Regions from separate parts of the Macaca fascicularis genome. Here region 1 is linked to region 2. A link is a contact called in public Hi-C data. All regions are on one chromosome and are shown on one strand. The core of a region is the stretch at or near the end of the contact, and the rest is flanking DNA. Distances in the headings are between cores, read along the strand shown. Region 1 holds the start of ZEB1 (zinc finger E-box binding homeobox 1). Region 2 has its middle 240 kb from the start of ZNF438.

Region 1 (5,359 bases), core at 1,589-4,088, 520 kb before region 2:
CGTCTTTAAAATGCAAGTGTTTATTTGAATAATTAAAATCACTCATGAAAGCAGTGATTTTAATGTCGACTCGAATATATTAAAAACATATTTATGGATTGAAAGGAAACATCTTGAAACAGCTTAAAAATCTTCGTATCTGCTTCTAGACAGGAAATCCCACACAAAATCTAAAATTGCCAGGAAAGGTTACAAAACCTCGCGTTTCGCATCCCAGAGGGGAGGGAGAAAGGGAGCCCAGGCGCGGGGGGTGGGGCGGGGGAGCAAGAGAGAGTTTTCTCCTAAATACGTATTTCCTCGTTTTCTCGACGCTGCAGCGGTCCCATTATAGACGCATTTATTGCCCCTCTCTTAAAAGTCGTTTTAAAAATAACGCAGGAACCAAAGCGAGCCCCTCGGTCCGAAATGTACGTGTAATTCCTTATATAGCCTGGGCTGCGGCCGGCGGCAGGGCCGTTGCCGCCCATTATTATACAAACAGGTACCCGGGCGGCGCTGGCGGGGGCTGCTCTCCCCGCGCTCCCGCCGCCCCCGGGCGGACAAGTCTCGCCCCTCTCGCCACAGGAACTGTCCAGACAATAACAATCAGCAGACATTTCCCTGCTGCACGAGAGGGAGAGAAAGCACAGCATCGCCCCGAGATAACCAGAAATACAATCAACTTACAACGTCTCTCCAAACTGGAAAAGGCGACTGTGCAACCACCACCACATGTTCAGGTCTCGATCCCTCGGGCTGTGTGTCTCTCTCTCTCTTTTTTTTAACTCTCACGCCAGGCAGAGGGGTGTGTGTTTCCCCTGGCACAGCAGCACAAATCAATAAACACTGCAGCTGCGGCGCGAGTAGCAGCCCCGCGCGTCCGTCGGTCCGTCCGCCCCCTCCCCCCACCCTCCTTCCACCCGAGACCCAGAGCGCCATCCAAGCCCCATTATCCGGCTTCAGCGCTCCGTGCGTCCGGCCCAGGTAACAACTTCCCCAAAAAGCGAAAGAGAAAAGCGAGAGGCGCACGCACACCGGCCCATCCCGGCGCAGAGACCGCGTCTGCCCCGGGAGGGGGATCTGTCTGTGGTGCTTCCCGGTCTCTAAGCCCAGGTAACAACTCCGCAAACACACCCGCCGCCCAGCTCGCCTCCATCCGCGCGGCTCCCGGTGGCGTTAAGTAGGTGCCTTTCCTGCCCTGTCCCCGCGCCTCCCCGCCGCGCCCCGCCAAACGTGGACCCCAATCGCGGGGCTCGTAGCGGAGTCCCCAGGCCGGGGCTCTGGGCCCGGCGGCGGGAGGCGCCGGAAAGGAGGGGCGCTTAGGAACCCGCGCCCCCGCCTCTAATCCCCGTTCCGCGAGCGCGCCCGGCCCGCGGGTCCCAACTTTACCGCCGCCGGCCAAGCCCTGTCCGCCCGCGGCGCGCACCGCCGGCGCCCGCGCACACGCGCGCACGGACCCCACGCAACCCGCGGTCGTCCCGTCCCGCCGCCGCCCGCCCGCCGCGCGCCCACAGCCCGGCCCGAGTCGCGGGGCCCGAACGACGGCGCCAGCCGGGGCCGCGGCGCGCGGAAGCCACTTTGCACGGTCAGCGCCGGGCACAAGTTTGTTCTGCGGCTCCCGGGTGCTTGGGCGCTGAGGGAGAATCCCGCCGAGGGGGCCGGGAGGAAGTGCAGAGGGAGGCGCCGAAGGGTACAAGAGTGGGGAAAAGTGCCGAAAGAAGCAACAGCCGCTCCACCCGGGACCAGAAAAGTGGCCAGCGCGTCCCGGCCGCCCGCCCTGCGCCGGGGATGCGGCGGCGCCGGCGGCGGCTAACGGTCCAGGGAGGCGGCAGGGGCGGCTGGAGCCGCTAGGCGGAGAGAGACCAGGTAAGAGACATAACGGTTCAGGGAGAGCGAGCGGCCGCGGCGCGGCTCCGGCAGCGACGGCAGCGGAGGGGGGCAGAGAGCACTACTTTCTACTTTCCCACTCCACTTTGCCGTCCCTGCCCCGGCCGCCCCCAGCCCGGCTCGCCCCTCTCACCCCCGGGGGCGCCCCGGCTGCCCGGCTCCCCCTGACTCCGCTGCTCCCCGGTCCCCTCCGCCACTCACCGTTATTGCGCCGCGGGTTCGCCTGCTTTCTGCGCTTACACCTGGGGCCATCCGCCATGATCCTCTCGCTTGTGTCTAAATGCTCGAGTCACCTCCTCCCCCTCCCTCCCCCTTCCCCCCCACCCCTCCGCCTCCACCCCTCCCCCCTCCCCACCGCACCTGGTTTACGACACTCCCGGCTTTACGACATCACCTTCCTTACACCTAGAGGCGCTCGCTCTACGGCCGGAACCTTGTTGCTAGGGACTGGGCGGTTTGCGGCAACCGTGGGCACTGGTGAATTTGAATTGAGGGGCGAGGGAAAAGTTTTCCTCAGGTGTGGTGGGGTGAGGGAGGCGGGTGTTGGGAAACCGTGGGGACGTGGTCAGAAAGGCGACGGGCTGTCGGAGTTGGAAAGGTAAAGTTGGAGGCTCGGCGGCGTCCTGCCTCCGCGCTGGCCACACCCGCCGCGGCTGCCCTGGGCAGGGAGAGATCTGGCTGATTCTCTCTGGACCCTGTGCCCTCGGAGCTGCCCCTCCGAGCGCCCAGAGGTCCCCGCCTGCCTGCTTCCTGGAGGCAGGGCTACCATCAGTCCCACGCCTCGCGTGTCAGCCCCGCGCACCCCGGGGCCAAGGAAAGGGATCGCGGTCTGGACTCCCCGGGGAGTTCCCTTGAAGAGGGGAAGGGCAGTTTCGGGGACGGCGAGGACATGCGGCGCCCGGAGAGAGGCTACCTGACCCGCGCAGCCCGGACTCCCTTCCCTTCCCTTCCAGGGACGCCCGGTTTCCCCCCAAGCGAACCAGGATGGGAAGTGACTTCAATGAGATTGAACTTCAGCTGGACTGAAAGAGAGGCTAGAAGTTCCGCTTGCCAGCAGCCTCGTTAGTAGAGCGGAATGAGTAATACCCACACGGTGCTTGTCTCACTTCCCCATCGGCACCCGGCCCTCACCTGCTGTCACCTCGGCCTCCCCCACCCGGTCCGCCCTCCCCGCCCTCCTCCTCGCATAGATCCCTGGGATCCTAGGCGGCAGGACTCAGAGCTAAGCCTGTATCCACAGGCCATGAATTCCTTCCTAAATTAGCGGTCATCGCTGTGCAGGACCTTAAGGCAAGAAGCATCGGCTGACAGATGTGATCTCTGAACCTGACAGATTGCTGATTTTATCTTATTTTATCCTTGACTTGGTACAAGTTTGGGGATTTCTGAAAAGACCACGCAGATAACCACAAATATCAAGAAAGTTGTCTTCAGTGTTCAGTAGAATTTAGATTTAGGTTTCCTTCCTGCTTCCCACCTCCTTCGAATAAGGAAACGTCTTTGGGACCAACTTTATGGAATAAATGAGCTGTATGCCAAATACTATAGTTATAAATTAACAATGTAGGGGTTATTGATAGAGAAACGGAGAAAACTGAAACATGACCAGAGTATTGGAAATAACGTAGTACATCACCTAGTACAGTGACACATAATAGGTGCTCAATAAATTTATGCTTACAATTTTTGCCACATCATGGCAGGATTTTTTTATTAGGTTAAAATTATCTTTTGAACACTTTCTGGAATTTTAGAATATTCGTTAATAATGTCTTCAAACCTTTCAACTGAAATAAATTTACAACTGAAGTCTGGTGATTTAAAGTTAGAAAGTTTAATCTTGAATGTAGATGAACATTTTCTCTCCCGCATTTTCTTGGGCATTTTGAGAAGTAAATGCATTATTTATTGGTCCATGAAATGTGACTGTAAATATTCTTTGCTATACACGATGACTATATATCTGCATTCATCCTCAATGCCAAAACTAGAATCATTAGTCTTAATGATCATTTTAAGTACAGGCAGTCCTCGCTGTCCTCGATACCATGTTAACCGAAACTTGTGCATGTCAACACGGTGTCCTTTGCTTGGTTAAGTGTGAGCTCTTCCTCCCTTTTTAAGAGTTGTACAATGTTTTTCAGTCGCCTACTGAATCAGGTCATAGACTATGGAATTGCCCCCACAGTAAGGAAAAAAAAAAAAAAAACTTTCCAACTCTAGCACACATTTTATCTACTCTTAAACTTAGGAAGTATTACAAATAGCATTTTCTCATGTTCTCTGGCCTATACCTCCCCTCTCAGCTTCCTTCAGTGTTCATTCTCACCTCGTAAAGAGATGAAGTGAAGAGACAAACAGAAGTCATTTTCTTCCTTTAGTGGCTTCTGGTTTAGTTAGTTTAGGCCAGACTCTGTGGACAAGTACCTTTTCAGGCAACTTTTTTTTCTTCTTATTTCTATGTCCTCAACACCTAGTGGAGTATGTAGCCAATAGTAGGTGCTTAATAAACATTTCTTAAATTAATATTGTTGACCTTTTCTGACCCTGTTCTTGACAGTAAGATACATAATCTGCCTTCATCCCCTTAGTCCTTAGGAACAGCTAGAGTCATGGATGTGAAAGTGATTACTGTCATTAATATCCAGACTAAAATTGCTCGTGATTTTAGTTTCTCCACAATCATTTTCCCTAAACAATGAACTCTTTTCACCTTATTTTTAAAATATGCACAGTGAATATTACTGGTAGCCCAAATCTTCTAACATAAAATTTCCATTTTGTAAAAGCTTCTGATAAGTATGTAGATTATGAATTTAATGTTTGATTATTATACTGTAATGTTCTTGAAAATATTGATATCTGGACTGGAAAGAAAACAGATGAAAGTAAATCTCAGAATAAATTACTGCTTTAAACATGATGCATGTGTGATGGTTGCTTCTTATCTCTTAAATATAACTAAAGAATAGGGGAAAAGTCTTTAGAATCTATTTATAAAAGAAGATTATTAAAATTTAGGCTTATTCAAATCCAATGGTAGGGGATACTAATATATGAGTTTAACATGTATCCTGCATTCTTGATTTTAGTAATTGTAGTGCTGTCATATAGCATACATGCAATATATATGCTTATTTTTAATATGTCAATGAAATGTTAACACTCTGCTGCTACTGAGCACTGGGATTATGTATGCTGAAGGGAAGATATTCTAAAAATGAATTGCTATACTAACTTCCAAATTTACGGGTAAAATGTAAATGGATAAAATAGTTCCAATACTGAGTTTTTTCTATAAATTTTTCATAAACCCTTTGCACCTGCTATTTGCTTTTCATATATGAATCATGTATAAATTAGGATAAAATTTGACATAAAATTATCTTAAATTTAAAATGTAGAGATTTCATGGTGATCCACATGAAGCATATCATTCCCACATACCTCTTCCAAAACACATTGAGAAGTGCAATGTATAATTCTCTAGTCT
Region 2 (5,407 bases), core at 1,217-3,716:
GACAGCAGAGGCATTGGCTTTTAGGCTGTTTCTCAGACAGTGCAAGGTCATGTCCCAGGACTAAAGTATCATTAGATCTAGCAGATGTGGCATTTCTGATGAAGCAGATTTGTGGCATTTCGTGCTTATGAGCCACAACCGTTTTCTCAGCAAGTTCTGTGACGGGATTTGGGGATCACTCCTGGACGTTTAGCTTTAACTCTGACTCCCAGCTGTCCACGACTCTGTGAGCCTGCTCCGATCTCCCAAGAGAATGGCTCAGTGCTCACCAGTCCCATTTTGTCCCCGTTGTCAGGCACACACAGAGCCAAACCACCTTTCCCAGCCTTCCTTGCCCTTCGGTGTGGCCACATGACTAAGTCCCAACTAATGGAACGTGGAGAGAAGCGACAGACCCATGCCTGGTCCCTAAAGCCTCTCGCAGTCACCCACACTCTCATCACCTAGCGAGGCGCAGAGGATCCGCTGGGAGATGACAAGAGCCCTGGAGCCATGAGAAGACAGGAGCCTGGGCTCTTGGATCACTAGCCTGCATGGTGACATGAACAAGGAATAAACCTCTTATTGTCTTAAGCCACTTGGAGTTTGCAGTTGTTATAGGATTACTGCATCTCTACTAGTACACTGAAATCCATTTTCTGAGGGACTAACTAAAGTAGATTTCTTTTTTTTTTTTTTTTTTGAGACGGAGTCTCGCTCTTTCGCCCAGGCTGGAATGCAGTGGCACGATCTCGGCTCACTGCAAGCTCTGCCTCCTGGGTTCGCACCATTCTCCTGCCTCAGCCTCCTGAGTAGCTGGGACTACAGGTGCCCACCACCACGCCCGGCTAATTTTTTATATTTTCAGTACAGACGGGGTTTCACCGTGTTAGCCAGGATGGTCTCGATCTCCTGACCTCGTGATCCACACACCTCAGCCTCCCAAAGTGCTGGGATTACAGGCGTAAGCAACAGCTCCCAGCCCCCTCCTTTTTCTTATAAGGTGAAGCCATGGTCAGGTGTGGTGGCTTATACTCGTAATCCCAGCATTTTGAGAGGCCAAGGTGGGAGGATCAGTTGAGGACAGGCATTCAAGACCAGCCCGGACAACACAGTGAGACCCCACTGCTAAAAGAATTGTTTTAAATTAGCATGCGTGGTTGGTGCCCAACTGTAGCCCCAGCTACTCAGGAGGCTGAGGCTGGGGAATCACTCGAACTCAGAAGTTTAAGGCTGCCGTGAGCTATGATCACATGACTGCACTCCAGCCTGGCAACAAAATAAGACCTCATCTCCACAAAAAATAAAAATAAAAAAGCCGAGTGTGGTGGCACTCATCTGTAGTCCCAGCTACTCAGCAGGCTGAGGCTGCAGGATCCCTTGAGCCCAGGAGTTCGAGGCTGTGGCCTGCGCTACTGCACTCCAGCCTGGGTGGCGGAGTGAGAGCCTATCTCTGAAAAGAAACAAAAGAAATCAAAAAAGGTGAAGTCAACTCTGGGTCAGGAGCCCAGAGAGCTATCTATCTCTGAAAGAAATTACCTTGTACCTGCTTGAAATCAGGCTTGAGTTCGTGCAGAAGATGCTCTTAGCCATTTCTGGCCAGCTCACCCCTGATTCACCCCTACCCACAGGGCAGTCCTATGGTGGCAGTGAGTATCCTGTGGCTGGCCCTCTGCTCTCAAGTGGCCGGACCAGAGCTGGGCATGTGATCTAAGCTGGGCCAGCTGCATATTTTGTGCCTGAATTCTGGAGATGCAGTTGCAGGCTGGGCTCCCCTGTTGAATAGAGCAGATGCAAACTGATAAACAGCGGCAGGACCATCTTCTGTCCCATGTGGACTGAGAAACAGGCCTCAAGGCAGTCAGTTGGCCAATAGAAACAAAGCAGCAGGTACACAGAAGAAAAGGCGAAAGGTGGAAGAACTTTCTGAGCCTGGAGGTATCTCAGGCCCATGGGTCCATGAGCAAAGTCTATCCACAAAACAGAGTTTTCTAGTTTGCTTAAACTAGTTCAAGTCCATTCGTAATATCTAAAATGTAAGGACCTTGATGGATACAGGAAGAAGTAGAAAAGGTTGCCCTACACGTTGGCACCTCCTGGGAACCCCAGAACCTGTTGGCTCCGGCAGAACTGGGAAACTTAAAAATTCTCATGCAGAGCTGGGGAAATCAGGCTGCAGGAGAGACCTCCTGGTACGCGTCCCTAAGTGGAAAGGAGTTTCTCCAGCCTAACAGACTCTTGTCATCTCAGAGCAAACGCAAAGAGCCAAGAGAGGTGGAGTGACTTCCCTGCGTCCCCACAGTCCATTGGCTTAGGGCTAGAACCCAGGTCCCGGGGCCTCCCAGCTGCAAGGCTGCCTAAAACCCCAAGCCTGAACTCTCACTTGGAATTAGCATCCCTTTCCCACATTTGGCCCCAGGGAGCAGCGGCCAGGCGGGAGCTATTGGGAGAAGTAAGCTCGAGTTGCTAGGCTGGCGACAAATGACGCGGCTAATTCTCCTCGCCTGGCTGGTCTCTGCGCCCTGGGACCCCGTGTCCCCGCGCACAAGTGCGCGCTCAGGAGCCCGGCCCGGGAGCAGCTGCGGAGGCCGGGCGGCCCTGGGAAGATGCCTGGCGGGTTGTGGGGGGAGGGAGGAGAGGGTACTGGGCTCGGTGCCCCCACTCACCCACCCCTGCACCGCGGGGGGCGGCGCTGGGCGGCCCCGGTAGGGCCAGCCCCGCAGGGCCTTTCAGAGTTAATTAGCCTTCATGAATATGGATGCCACCGCCGATTGAAGATGGTTGAGAGGTCGTAACCTGACCTCGGCGAGGCGTGTATAAAGAAAAGCCTACTTTTCTCAGCTCGGCTCCTAATTGAAAGCCCGAGTTGTCTGGCGCTGCGCGGAGGGTGTGATCGCGCGCCCCGCTCCCTGCGCTCTCCGGGGACGGTGGCGGGGGCGCCCGGGCGCGCTCGGGGATCCGCAGGTGTGTGCTGGCGGCCCAGCGCAGCGTCGCCGCGGCGGGATCCGAACTGGGGATTTATTCTGAAAGCTTTCCTTTTCCATGATGGTTTTCATTTCCTGTAATTTAGAGCTGGAAGCATTTATGGAATATCACATGGTTTTCGTTTACACAGGAAATCAGCTGCAGTTGTGAGAAGATACTGACTTACTTTTCTTGTTTGTTTTTGAAATCCTCCTCCCACATCCAAAAAAAAAAAAAAAAAGAAAGAAAGAAAGAAATTTTAAAAAGACGAGCTGGCAGCATGTTTTGAAATAGTTCTCCTTTTTGATCCAACCTCACTGTTCTCCAAAGGGGACTGCAGTTTATTTCTGACACGTGGTAATCACTTTATGTGAAGAAACCCCAGCATCGAGAGATGCTTTGGTTTTTTTTCAGAGCAAAGCGGGGAGCTCAGAGGGGGTGGGGGCGGCCAGGGGGCGCCCACAGCTGCGCCGGCAGCTTCCTTTCTGGGATGGGAACGATTTCTAAAGGATCTTCGGGAAAGGAGCCTGCGAACCAGGCCGCCTTTGGAGTTGAACTCACTCCCTCCCCGAGAAAGACAGCACTTACTGCCCCAGTTAACCTGCTGGGACCACTGCTTACAACCTTAGAGTCGCAGCGTCGCGCCCCCACCCCGGAGTCACAGTGTAAGTCTCTTCTTAACCCAGCCCCACCCCATCACCCCAGAAATCATCAGAGACCCGCAGGGTTTTATCACAGCGATTGAGGCCGAGGTGGAAGAATTTGCTATTTGTTTTTTTCATCTATGCCCCCGGGGTGCCACTGAGTTGAAGTCAGCACTCTCTTCTCTCTGCTGGGGATGGTTCTAGCCACTTCCCACCCTCCACCCCTGGTTCGGAGGGCAACTAGACCGCCGTGGGCAATAGCACCACCGTGTGGCCTGCCTCCCTCTCCAAGCTTCTTCCCATCCCTTTTCTGGGATCCTCCTGGGCCGTAGTGTGGATTTAGCGGGGCTGGGATGGTCCCTGCCCGTTTTCTTCTCTTCCCTGCAATGCGCTGAACACACAGGGCACCAGACGCTCTCACTTCAAGCCATCTACTAAGACATTCTGCAATGACAGATCCGTTTCTTTGATTCAAGGCTTAGCTCCCAATGAAACGGAAGATGCCCTTGCAGAGATACAATTTAGGCACCGAATTTAGGGTGAAACAGTGTATTACTGTTTCCCAAGGATTGAGTGGGCTCCTAGAGAAAGGAAGAGGCCCAGCCTGAGACCCAGAGGGACAGGAGCCAGCACTGTGGCCATCCTTCAAGCCAGGGCCCTGGTGATTCATTCGGTGGGACTGCGAGGTGGTCGGGTGGTGGCTCTGGGAGGTGGGTAGTGACAGAGTCCTGAACACATTTCAGGGGGTGTGGGGGAGCCTTCTGAGAATGTCCAGACCTCGTGGGGCCTCTAGGACCCAGGTGGCCCTCGATGGTCACTGTGTCCCCAGCAGCTGAGACCCATTTGAGAGTCCCAGGCAGCTGCACCATGACCATGTTCTGCTCCTCTCCCCCAGCCTGTAAAACCAACAGCCATCTGTGTGAACATGAGCCCCATGTTTTTATGGGCTGTCTACTGGTGGCTGCACACAAGCCAGGATGGAGGCTTACGGTCGCTGCTGTCTCAGCCTCCAAAGATGAAACTGTGTAATGCGACTCATTCTCTGAAACCAAATATTTGCAGGGACAGCCAGCAGCCACCTGGCTACCACATCTTTTGACCAGGCAGGTCATTTGTGCTGTGAAAACGCCGCCTAGGGATTTTTCTCAGCTTCCGAGGGGTCTTCAGGCAAATTTCCCCTCCACCATGCAGGGAAGCCCACACCAGCCTCTCCTGTGTCCCCCCAGTTGGGGTGTGCAGATGAGATCTCAGTCGGGCCTGTGAGCAGAATGAAAGTCTGTTCCCTTCTGCAGGCACTCTGGTCTCTGTCTGAGGCCCTGGTTTCCTCCCAGGAAACTGCACTTACCTTCTGTTGCTTATTACCTAATTGATGAACTATTTGAGTCTGCATGGTGCTACTTTGAGCTTCCTTAGCTTGGCCACTAGCTGAGCATTAAGGAAGTTGTGGAGAGCAGTACCTTCACGCCCTGCACAATGATTCAGTACATTTCCAGAAGGATCTTCTCCTTGTCAGGCTCTCTCCCTCCCGCTCAGCAGCCCTTATTTTTTCTCCTCTCTCTTTCTCTGGAAATGTGGAGTTATATTGGTCTCTGAGGGGGGAAAATGATCAAAAACGTAATTATCATAAGCTGCAACCCCTGGCCAGCTGTTTGGGTTTCAGGCTGGTTCCCAGTGAGTCACTAGGGCACACCCTCTCTCTGCCCAGCTCCTCTGGGTCCCCGAGGCTTGGCCATCTGGAAAATGGGAGGATTTTTTAAGGGAGGAGGACGTTTGGGGAAGAAAACAGGCGCCTGGGAGCCTCTCTCTCTCTCTTTCTCTCT

Evidence for each region. A called contact is a pair of places that touch in the nucleus more often than the background predicts.
Region 1: a contact with region 2 is called in a Hi-C map of skeletal muscle, with 7 times the contacts expected there. The contact joins the promoter of ZEB1 here to the enhancer-like site in region 2. A contact is called at or near these places in 2 of 2 Hi-C or Micro-C datasets (liver and skeletal muscle).

Annotation. Positions count from the first base shown.
Region 1 is chr9:32,073,795-32,079,153 of T2T-MFA8v1.1, reverse strand. It overlaps ZEB1 (zinc finger E-box binding homeobox 1), which reads right to left and starts at 2,838. Exons shown (of 9, transcript XM_065520501.2): 1 at 2,227-2,838. It overlaps LOC135965046 (a long non-coding RNA gene), which reads left to right and starts at 931. Exons shown (of 2, transcript XR_010577890.2): 1 at 931-1,845; 2 at 2,820-4,789.
Region 2 is chr9:31,556,515-31,561,921 of T2T-MFA8v1.1, reverse strand. No RefSeq gene overlaps it. Among named protein-coding and RNA genes, the nearest start is that of ZNF438, 240 kb to the left of the region's middle. Within about 2 kb of position 2,466, at least 2 of the 6 cell types and tissues checked have an H3K27ac peak or open chromatin away from gene starts, as enhancers often do.